2 separate regions of the Triticum aestivum genome follow, and region 1 is linked to region 2. The links are chromatin contacts, called in public Hi-C maps. All regions are on one chromosome and are shown on one strand. The core of a region is the stretch at or near the end of the contact, and the rest is flanking DNA. Distances in the headings are between cores, read along the strand shown.

Region 1 (5,816 bases), core at 1,747-4,246, 160 kb after region 2:
CTTATAATTTATTTATTTTTTGAAAGATCCAGCAAAGCTGGCGTTCATTGATAATAGCAGAGAGCAACGGAAAACAACAAGATGATGAAGGTCCTAGGACCAAGCGATCCGAAGATCAAAGAAAGAGAAAAGAGAAAGAAAAAAGAGCCCTAACAACTGCAGCACAACACTCCATACAAACCACACTAGACAGCGCAGCTCCGACTCCGACGGTGAACTACGAAGACAAAGCAAGGTTGGCGTCACGGAGGATCACCGAACGAACCATCTGTCGCGCGTCATCGTATACCACCGGCCCCCCACCGTGGCTTCGACTTCACAGCAACGGACAGTCGAGGCACTCCTGCGGACACGCCGGAGAAGAGAGCCGACTACCACGACCAAAGACCATGCCTCCGACATTGCTCACCGCCGTCATTGTTGCCACAGAAGTCACCGTGCACGCCCAATCGCAGGAAGCACCAAAGGGATCAAAGTCTTCAAGACGGCGCCCTAAAGAGGGGAACGACGTTGGAGACGACGCCACCGTCCAACCCTGCAGCAGGATCTGGGTTTTCACCCCAAGAACATGATCCGAGAGTAGAGGCTATGAAGATTCCTAGCGACGCCCACAGACGCCGTCGCCGCCGGCCGGCCATCACCGGGCAGGCTTTCGCCCAGTCCAGCCACTCCCACACAGCAGGCCAAGGTCAACCCGTACCTCCATTGGACGTGCACCCCCGCACAGCGAGCACGCCACCACTGTGCAGGGCCACCAGCTATCCTCCTCGACGACGGAACCGCAGAACCAGATCGGGTTCTGCACCCCGCATCCAACCGCGGCCAGAGCCTCCCTGCTCCAACCAGCGGCATCCGGGCACCACCAGCGGCCGGTAGTGCCCCTCCCGGGCCGCCGGGCATGGACGACCTGGCAGATCCAGCCCCGCCGCCCCCTCGCGTCCCATTCGCGCCTTCCACGGGAGCAAGCCGCCCCCAGTCCGCAGACCCGTGCTCAACCGCGCCCGCGCACCCCAACGGCGCAGCTCCTTCCCTCCGCCACGCGCACCAGCGACCGTGCCAGATCCGCGCGCGCCCTGCGCGAGCAACCGCGCCGCGACCTGACCTCCGGTCGTCACCCGCACCCAGGCGCTCCTCAGCCGGCAGATCGAGGTCGACCTCCGGCCGCTTCTCTGCGCCTGCGCTGGCCCCAGCTCCGCACGGGCACGCCTCCTCCATACCCCTGCTCGCCGACCCCGGCCAGACCTCCGCGCATACCGACAGCACTCCCCTGCAGACCGCCCACCTCCGCCAGATCGAGATGGATCGCGCCCGCTCGAGACCCGCCGGAAGGATCAACTTACCCGCCGCCGCCGACGCTGCACGGGCTTTGCCCGGCGGCGGCGAGGGGAGCAGCTGTGGAGGGGGGGGGGGGGTGCCCGGCGGGCGGCGGCGCTAGGGTTTTCTCTCCCGAGCCGCCCGCGGGAGCGGCGCGAGAGAGAGAGCTAACTTATACTCCCTCCGACTCCAGAAGGAAGATGTAGTTTGACTGTCCAAATTTATGCTTTGACCGAAATCTCTCTTACAATATTTAGTCAATGGTTACAAGATCGTAATCATGCGGAAGTGCTTTTGAGTACAGATCTAATGGTGTCTATTCTGTGTAATGTAAGTGACATATTATTTGACTAATTGATGGTCAAAGCACGAATTTAGACAGCAGAACTGTGCCTAATTTTTGGAGTCGGAGGGAGTACATAACTGTATAATGGGAGGATTACCATATGCACCTAGAAACACAAATCCTGGGCAGCTGGATACAAGACTGCAAGATGGTGTTTACCAGTATTACATGCACAGGATACAAATCCTAGGCAATCTGAAGTTCCCTAAATCATCTGGAAACGCTCTAAAAAATTGTAAATCAACTATGATCTTCACATTGTAGTGAAGAGGACCATTACTACATGATCCTACTACCATCATTCTTCAAACCGTTGCTGCATGGCTTGTTTATGGCTATCCACATAAGCCTAAGTGTCTGCCGCACAAACATAAGCATAAACCAGGAATAGTGAATAATGAACTAGAAACATGACAGTTTCTGGCTTTCTCCTGTCCATTTACACACCGCATGCTGAATCTTAGTCACACTACGTCTAATCCTCCATTGCACACACATTAGCACAATACAAGAGTGCCAATAAAGAAGTAGAGACGTGCATAATTATTTCTGCAAATGCTCGGGACTGAGTGAAAAATCATTGTATACAATTTAACAACTTCTATAAGTGGACCTCCTTCTTTATCTGGCATAGACGGAAACCATTCACTGGTCTTACATTTAGGATTGGAGAGTAGTTATTAACTTTATAGAAGTGAATAGAGTACCAAAAACTAACTAACACAACTTTCACATTTCAACTTTCATCCTTCTTCATTACAATAATAATTAAAAAAGCAACATCGTCACCATATTGTACCACAGTTCGCACAAGGACTAACTTTACTTTCTAACTTTATTTATGCAATTCTGCAAGCAGGGACAGTATCACTATTAACTTCATAGACACCGATGTCCCAAATCTCCTCTAATTTGATATACCGTTCACACATGTGCGTGCTGAGGAACGCAAAATGGATAAACCAGAGCACTAATTAGTAGGTATCCCAAAATCCCACAGACCACATCCACTAAGCAACCAAACCCTCCAAAATTTCGGCACGATCTCGCAGCCGATGCTGCAACTACCGAGTGCCACAGATATACCAGGTACCAATCGCAACAAGGGTGGTCTCATCAGCGATTAAAGGAACAAAAAGCAAGGAAACAATACATGGGATGTGCTGGAGGAGAGGCGCGGCGAACTGGCGGAGCAGGAAGGAGAGGATGAGGGAGGCCGCGAAAAGGCCGCAGTAGGCGAGGCGGGCTGAGCGGCGAGTGACGGACGCCGCCGCCGACGTGCAGAGGTTGCAGGCGCAGCCCGCGCAGGCGGACGCCAGGCACGACGCGCACCACATCCCCTTTCTCCTTTGTTCCTTCTTTCTGTGGAAATAGTTCGCCTCTTGCCAGGTAGTTCTGGCAGTGGCCCGGCTGACCGCTCCCCCCCTTTGAAGTGTGGGTTAGCTCACATGTTTTGGTTAGGCTTATAAAGCAAGGTATATTCTGTCAAAGGTGCTTATCAGAAAATTCCACCTCACGCGCAGCAGAGACGTGTGCTTCTTTGGCTTTTCCTGCCGCCTCTTACGAAATCTGCCCCTACAGTTGCAAGGTAAATTACCTGCATCATGCAATTCTTATACAGTACTTTGCTCTTTAGAATTACTAAGGATTGGGCAACTTGTTGCATACTTTTATTCTTTATTCTTAATCATGTTTCGTTGCTCCATTACCACCACAAAGCACAACATTGTTACACATTTTAGTACTTGAAGTGAATCCTTGCTTTTTTTGCACTTACCATTTTCTTCTGGTCCTCATGGGATTGATACTCTTATTGATTGAAAAGATCTATAATTGACCCTCTACACATGTGGGACATCAATGAGCTAACTACTATGAGTTGAATTATCATTGTTGGTGCTGGCATGATGCCGCAAGGTCTGCCTTAGTTTTCAGCCTTTATGGAGGGCAGTCTATCTCGTTTCCCTCAACAGCGACATCGCAGATGCTTTTTCTTGGAGATGGACAACACTGGGTTAGTACTCGGTGTGTTCCACCTACAGAATGTTATGCCAAGGCATGCCTAGGTTCCCTACTGCTCCTTGCATTTTGAAGAGTTGGGCACCTTTGAAACGCAAAATCTTCATGTGGCTAGTCGTCCAATACCATGTATGGACCTCCAGTCATCGTCATTGCCATGACCTACAATAGACTACCTCTCCATGCTTTATTTGCTGTCAGGAGGACACAATTGATCACATCCTCATGCACTGTGTTTATGCGAGAAGTCTTGGCACATACGCTTCATGGAGCTGAGGGCTACAGTCGGACTAGGAAAATTTGGCCCCTCAAATGTCTGCGGACACATCATCCGGGTGTGTCCATTTTGAGTCTCCATTTGTCCATGCACGTATCCGTGTCCCTAATTTTTTTTCCTATACATTAGGTCACATGCATGAGATTGGTGGAGATGGAGAGACAAGAAGAAAAGGAAGAATAAATATGGTCCATGATGGGCCAAATCCTATGTGGCGGACGCAGGACCACTGACTGGAATATGAGGAGTGCCGGACAACTGGAACATTTAGGGAGGTTTTGAGGAGTCCGGTTGGGTCAAAAAAATCTTCTCCTGTCTGGTTAGTGGTCATGCGCTCGCCCGGTCAATTTGGGGAGTCCAACTATTGATGCTCTAAGGATCCAAGTGATCACTGAGGGACTCCTGGATTCGGGGGTCCTCAGGTGTCCGGTCTATTCGATATGGGCCAGACTGATGGGCTGTGAAGATAAAGCAGAAGACTACCCCCCGTGTCCGGGTAGGACTCCTATATGCGTGGACGGCAAGTTTGGTGTCTGGATGTACTGTTTCCTTATTCTGTAAACCGACTCTATACAACCCTAGGCCCCTCCAGTGTGTATATAAACCGGAGGGTTTAGTCCATAGAGGCTATCAGAACAATCATAGGCTAGACAGCTAGGGTTTACCCATTACGATCTTGAGGTAGATCAACTCTTGTAACCCCTATACTCATCGAATACAATCAAGCAGAACGTAGGGTTTTACCTCCTTTAAGAGGGCCCGAACCTGGGTAAACATCATGTCCCCATTGTCCCTTGTTACCATTGATCCTTAGACTAACAGCTTGAGCCCCCCTACCCTAGATCTGCCGGTTTTGACACCGACATTGGTGCTTTCATTGAGAGCTCTGCTGTGTAGTCACAAAAAGCGATCTATGGATCGCCTCGTCATCAACAACTACATCACTTCTGGAAGGAGCCTAACTTCAGGACAGATCCTCCAGCTCGGCGATTTCATTGTGGGTGCCCACATGACCATTAAGCCGACAACGTCCCCCACGATCGCCAAACACCACCCCCGCATTGATCTCAAATACTCCAAAAAGATGGATCCGGCGGACATCTCGTCCTTAAACAGTTAAACGAGCTGCTAGATTGCATCACCGCTCTGGGGCTTTCAACGGACTATGATCGGATCGGGCTTAAACCTGACCAGAGGGAAATCAATCTCCCGCCGATCACCCACCGGGTAGCAGTTGATACGTCTCCAACGCATCTACTTTTCCAAACACTTTTACCCTTGTTTTGGACTCTAACTTGCCTGATTTGAATGGAACTAACCCGGACTGACGTTGTTTTCAGCAGAACTGCCATGGTGTTATTTTTGTGCAGAAATAAAAGTTCTTGGAATGACCTGAAAATCCACGGAGACACGTTTTGGAATTAATAAAAAATATTGGCTAAAGAATCAGCATAAGGGGGCCCACATCATGTCCACGAGGGTGCAGGACGCGCCCCCTGTCTCGTGGGCCCCCTGGACCTCCACCGACCTCAACTCCAACTCCATATATTCACTTTCGGGGAGAAAAAACCAGGGAGAAGGATTCATCGCGTTTTAGGATACGGAGCCGCCGCCAAGCCCTAATCTTCCTCGGGAGGGCTGATCTGGAGTCCGTTCGGGGCTCCGGAGAGGGGAATTCATCACCATCGTCATCACCAACCATCCTCCATCACCAATTTCATGATGCTCACCGTCGTGCGTGAGTAATCCCATCGTAGGCTTGCTGGACGGTGATTGTTTGGATGAGATTTACCATGTAATCGAGTTAGTTTTGTTAGGGTTTGATCCCTAGTATCAATTATGTTCTAAGATTGATGTTGC
Region 2 (5,955 bases), core at 838-3,337:
TGCAGTCTCTATTTTTTACTGTCAAGGCTCATAGCGTTAGTAAGTGTGTGATCGGTTAGTTGTGTTATTTAGTTGCCGTTAGTCATGTATCAATTGTACCGCATCAAGTTAAGTTGTCGCCCTCAGAAGTTAAAGGGACAATTGGTGATGAGTGGTGTGTTTGTCCACCTTCAGCTAAGAAACCACACAGGGAATGAGCACACCACATAAATCACCTCCACCAAAAATCCTAAGCAAACTATAAGCATACCCTATCCATCTTTCTTTTAACGAGACCTTATCTCCTGAGCTGCTCCTTGCCATAAAACTAATTCCGACTTTTAAATTGGTCATGATATATTTTGATCCATTGCAACACGTGGGCACTCAACTGTCCTCTGTCAAAGGATTCAACCAAAAGTGATAGGCAATAAAGTCAAAATACCTGGTCAGAAAGAAGGGAAAGTAGCCGATCAGCATCTTCTTTACACAAGTTTTTCTCAGGTATGATTCGCAACTTTGGGCACTTGTGGGGGTAACCAGCAAAGCAACTGTATTATAATCACAAGACAGATGTCATCAAATGCAAAACACACGAAACATCTCTTAAACAAAAAGACTTACATTACATCAAGAATAGCCGAAACATTTAAATCTCCAAAGCCCATGCCGTCAGAGTAAGGCCTGTATGTTATTCATTAATGTAGAAACTTTAGATGGTCAAATACATAGTGATACATTTAGAAGTATGTTTGGGGTCACATAAGACAATACCTGATACATATGCTAAATCGGGTGTGAGGTGATTGTGAAGTTATTTTGAAGTCCTCGAGAAAAATTGCAGCCCTGATTGATATACCAAAAGGTGGCATTAAGATGAGATAACCAAAACACATAAGAAGCAGGGAGACTAAATTATTTTAGTGCCTTGGTTGACAATTTGCAGAGTAAGTCAATTATAACTTGTCAGTACTCAGTCCACCCTGAAATTCTGTATCGAACAGTTGGATAATACTCCACATCCCATAATTCTAATTTGACGATCACAAAGCAACCAGAGAACAGAAGGGCTAGACCAAGTACCAAAAGTACGCAATAACAAACAGAGCTGGCGATAGACAAAATGTTAGGCACCTACATACTCAGGACCACCCACCATGGAGTCATCAGGAACAGAGCAATAAAAGCATACTTGACAATCGACTTGGCACATAAACATATACAATGAGCAAATACTCTACACTCTACAGGAACCCAAGCTTTGTAGTTTCCAAAAGACTACTAACATATTAGACAGCGTAAGATCATCACATAGTGTAAACCATCTGTGACAGTCAGTATGGCAATCCAATTCCAAAAACAAAAGGTGATGCTACCTCCAGAATCTCATAGGGCACCGGTCGGAGAAATGTGCACCACATGCTACGAAACTAGTACGGTATTCAGGTAGAGACAGCTGAACAACATTGGGTTCGCAGATTGCGAAAATTTGAAAAACACTGGGTTCAAGCAGAAACAAATGCTATCAAACTACTCCAGTATTCAAGCAGAGACAGCTGAACAACACTGGGTTCGCAGATTGCCGAGAACTTGAAAAACCGAACAGGGGCGCAGCACGAAATCGGTGCGACTGGGGCTGGTGCAATGGGGGCTTACAGCGCCGTGAGCTCGTCCGTGAGCGCGGTCTGGTCGCCCTCGAGCTGCGCGGCGTGGTCCTTGGCCGCCTTGCGCCCGGCGCCGCCCTTCTTCTTCTTCTTCCTCGCGCTGTGCCCCATCGGAGCGGAGCGCGCGCGGCCGCGTCGGAGGCAGCGCCGAAGCAGAGGGGGTGCGGCGGCGGCGGCGGCGGCGGCGGCGATTTGGTCCCGCGGGGGGGCGGGGTTGATCGGATTGGATGTTCCGGGTGAGGGAGGGGATCTGTGTGCTGGGGTTTCTCTGACTCGAGTCCGGGGAGGAGGTTTTGACGTGGAATGGAGTGGAAGGGGCTGCGTGCGTCGTGACCGGGGTCCAGACTGTTATCTCGATCCGCTCAGCGCAGAGGCGGCGAGACCTTGTGACCAACTTCGGTTCGGATGAGCGTTTCCTTCCTCTGCTCTAGCCGGCTAGCCGCCACCCAGTGTCCTCTCCACCCCGCCGCCTCCTTCTCTATCTCTCACGTCAGCAGATGGATGAGTGGGATCCATCCTTTTCGCTAAGGACAATGTTATTCAGCGAACATTCGCTAGGTGCATAGCAAAACGAACGTTTCGCCGCAATTCATGTGTCGAAAGTTTGGCGATTTCCTTCAGGCGACATGGCAATTTTCACAACAAATCCGTTGTTTGCCAGAATACCTATGTGTTTCCAAAGTAATTGCCATGTGAGTTTGAAGAATTTGCCATAAAAAACCTTTTGCAAATGTCGCCCCCAGCGCTAAAGGGATCCTTTGTTAATAATCATTTTCGTTAATTTCAGTCTTAATAGGTCTCTTTTTTAGGTTTTATTTTCTAAGTAGTGACAACGATGACATGTTGAAATAGTCTCTTCGATTGCAGTGAAAAGTTTGTGAGGGTAGATATTACCAAATTTTTGTTGACATATAGCAAGAATTCAAGGCAAACACACGCAACACTCACACTATCATACATTACACTGATACACAAACTCAAATAACTCATAAGAGCATCGGGTTTGTTGACATGAACTCAAATCATAGTACCGATTCATGGTGTAGCCAACAAATTTCCTTAGAAAAAAAACAAATCTAACAGATCCCTCGCTTAATTATGCATGCGCATGATAAGTCCTTTGTTGAGATTGTGCTTCCTTAAATCTGAACTACTGGTATAATAAAATATTTCAACCTTAAAGAAAGAACAAGCTCTCAAAACAAAGACACGACAGACACGATTCAAGTAAGACCGACAAGCAAGTACAGTAACCATTTCCATTTGTACATATTGCTGATAGCGTGCTGTGATATGCCAGCACCATAGATTCGGTATGCAAAAGCTCAACAGTCACCTAGGAGATAGGAGATCTACAAAAGGGTTAAAATGCCAACACATTTGCAGGTTTAACAACTGAGACGCATACTTGGACCTATCACCAAAGAATTAATCGAACTAAGCTTCGCGGTATGTACAGCGCTGCGAGTAGACAAATGAATTTTTCTTGTATACGACACTATGGCCAGGATCATCTTTTTCAGTTCCAACATTTGCCGGTTTACTTGAAAAAGAACTTCCATATCTCCCGGTCAGATATCTCAGTCAAGAAGTGACCACCAAGGACACCTTCCTCCTCCATCAAACTTTTAAGCTGCCTTGCGCCGCCGTTTGAACCAACCAAGTTCTTCTTTGAAGCCACATACAAGACTCCATAAGGAGGGCGTAGGCACTGCAAGTGTAACATGCACGGTTAAATACTTGGAATAAGTAAATCGTACTGTGCTCCATCGGCTACATGCACGAGTCAACATATGACACATGAGAAGGTGATGATGGGAGGAACTGACCTTAGTGATAAGGGCATAGAGCTTCCTTAGAGAGTTCACCGCATTAGGGATCTCAGAAATCAAAATTACATCGTATCCTCCATCTGCTGGGTCAGTCTCACTGGCCCTCTCCCATGCACGGCTGCCAGAAAGCTTCCTCGATCGCCTGGGGTCCTGACCAACTATACTGCTTCCGTCATGGCTACTGCAGCCATCCATAAAATCATCCTCAGAGAAGCTAAGGTTTGTTGGTTGTGCAGGTGGATGCACAACTGAGAGAATTGTGGGGAGCTCATCCCACTCCCCGGCATAGAAATGGACAACGGGAGCTAACAACTGTCTGGATGGTGTAACTGGGCTCTCTGATGGTCTGTTCTGTCTGTCCCGAGCCTGCTCAAGATTCGCAAGCACATTGGGCATTGTTCTGCATCTTATGGTTTCTGCATTTGTGTCCTGGAAGTGAACTATAGACGCACCCTGTAGTCACATTTAAGCAAGAAATCAATACACCAGTACATCACTTGGTGAAGTATGACAAGAGAAGGTACAAACATGCATTTTCCAAAATTGAAGGGAACCGTAAATTTATTATTAAAACAATAAGTTAATAATTTAGATAAACACCATAAACCATGGAGAGATGACACACCTTCAAGCAGGCAAAAATCCCAGCAAGGCCAGATCCACATCCAAGCTGCACCAATTGCCAAAATAAGTTAATGATTTATGAAACCTTTAAGAAATAAAAAAGGTACAGGCTGAGAGTCCTGTATGAAAATATATGACTGCTATTAGGGTAGTAGGCATAGTTGACAGTGAATTTAACAGCTCCTCTGAGTACATAGATATCAAGCCCAAAATAACTTTTCCCTAAAAAAACTGAAATAACCTAAGCACCTAATACTAGTCTTATGCAGGATACCAGACCGTGTGGCACACATTCTGCTTCTATGGAAGCAAAATCAGGACCTGACACCTAGTAAGAAAGCATAGCACCATTTAGATGAAATCTGTAGAATGGGAAATTACCTCTAGAACTCGCTTGCCCCTGAAGCTCAGCTGCCCATCACGGATCTCATTCTTAATAATATTCACAATAGTGATGGAACTCTCCCAATATTTGAGACTACCTAAGAAAAGAAACACAATGACGAATAAGCTTTCCATTTTAAAATATACACTCATAAAGGAGGAAATATTGCATATTTAGTGGCCAACTTACCATCATGCTTTGATGATGCTACTTCAGAAGGGGAAAAGGCTATCATATCTGCTACACTGACCTTCCCCTGAACCAAAAAGGAAAAAAAAGACATGCATTAAAATTTAGAATCAGTAATTTAAATGTTTGAGCAATTACTAGCAGAACGACACGAAATTTAGTGCTGGACAGAATACTAGGGAATTTGCATGAGCTATTCACCTTGAAAACATCAAGACCTTGGACATCGACCTTCTCTCCAGCATATTTGTAAGGATGAGCACTCTGAAAAAGATTCAAGGCATACTTTATTTTACCATCAATTGTTCAGAAGACCCTCTTTGAACACAAATAACATAGCCATTTGGGGTTTCATGTATGAACAATCAAACAAGTATTACCTTTGAAGGGATTAGTTCAACAGCTGGTGATGGTAGATGCAGATCCCTCTCTGATATAATCGGCACACAACTAGTGGCCTTGCTTGGAAGCAAGCCAGGGAAACACTGAACAAGCAGTGATGGTGCCTTCATTCCGCTACCAGTTATCTTCAGTAGTTAATAAAGTTCTGTAGAAAAAAATATTGAAATGAAGTTATGCCTTGACAGAAGAATAGACAATTGGCTACATTAAAACGAAAATCATGTGAAAAAACATAACTCTTTGTTTTCAACAAAAAAAAGAAGCCCCATCCATCCACTAACTAATGGATCGAGATCTTTGGGGCTCCAAACTATTCAAGGACCATCGATCCCTACTCTCAAATGAGAATAGGTAAACCAACAAAATGGAACTTTCTCTATTCTGCAGCCAAGTTTCCACACCTTCCTTCAGATATAAAAATCCTAAAGGTTTGAAGTGTGCCACTTCCAAATCCATAGAAGTGCCCCCCAAAAGTCCAGTGTGGACAGAACACTACATGCTCGTAGCAAAAATCTGGAAATCGACTTCCCGTGCAAATCTGTCACCTTCACGAAAACTCTAGTGTGGACCATGGCGGGACAAAAGAAGCCGCCCACAAGGGTGGACTGCAAGTACGAAATCAATAACAGCGACCCACGCTAGCTCCTCTGCGCCACTTCTTTGGTCCAGAATTGAGATTTTGTACTACAACAGCAGAACCAAATCTATCCAGATTCAGCTTCCGGGGACGGCAAGATTACCAGTACAGCTCAAGCACAGAGCCCTGATCGCTAGACCCCTGAACCGCAGAGGCGACCTGCAGAAATGCTTTGGCAAACAAAGCCAAAACTACAATTTGTTTATGGCTAAAACGCACATCAGAGAGGTCGTCATCCAATAA

What was found. A called contact is a pair of places that touch in the nucleus more often than the background predicts.
Region 1: a contact with region 2 is called in a Hi-C map of leaf, with 4 times the contacts expected there. The contact joins the promoter of LOC123045871 here to the promoter of LOC100682486 in region 2. A contact is called at or near these places in 4 of 5 Hi-C or Micro-C datasets (leaf and an unstated tissue) and 1 of 1 datasets of contacts at active chromatin or transcription factors (leaf).

Annotation. Positions count from the first base shown.
Region 1 is chr2B:532,207,131-532,212,946 of IWGSC CS RefSeq v2.1, forward strand. LOC123045871 (probable serine incorporator) reads right to left here and starts at 2,997. Exons shown (of 6, transcript XM_044469096.1): 1 at 2,814-2,997. The coding sequence starts at 2,997.
Region 2 is chr2B:532,051,711-532,057,665 of IWGSC CS RefSeq v2.1, forward strand. It overlaps LOC100682486 (eIF-2-alpha kinase GCN2), which reads right to left and starts at 2,088. Exons shown (of 30, transcript XR_006421633.1): 1 at 1,636-2,088; 2 at 754-825; 3 at 604-663; 4 at 425-530. LOC123045870 (histidine protein methyltransferase 1 homolog) reads right to left here. Exons shown (of 8, transcript XM_044469095.1): 2 at 5,054-5,220; 3 at 4,875-4,937; 4 at 4,674-4,740; 5 at 4,481-4,581; 6 at 4,101-4,145; 7 at 3,473-3,928; 8 at 2,889-3,354. The coding sequence starts at 5,185. The coding sequence ends at 3,184.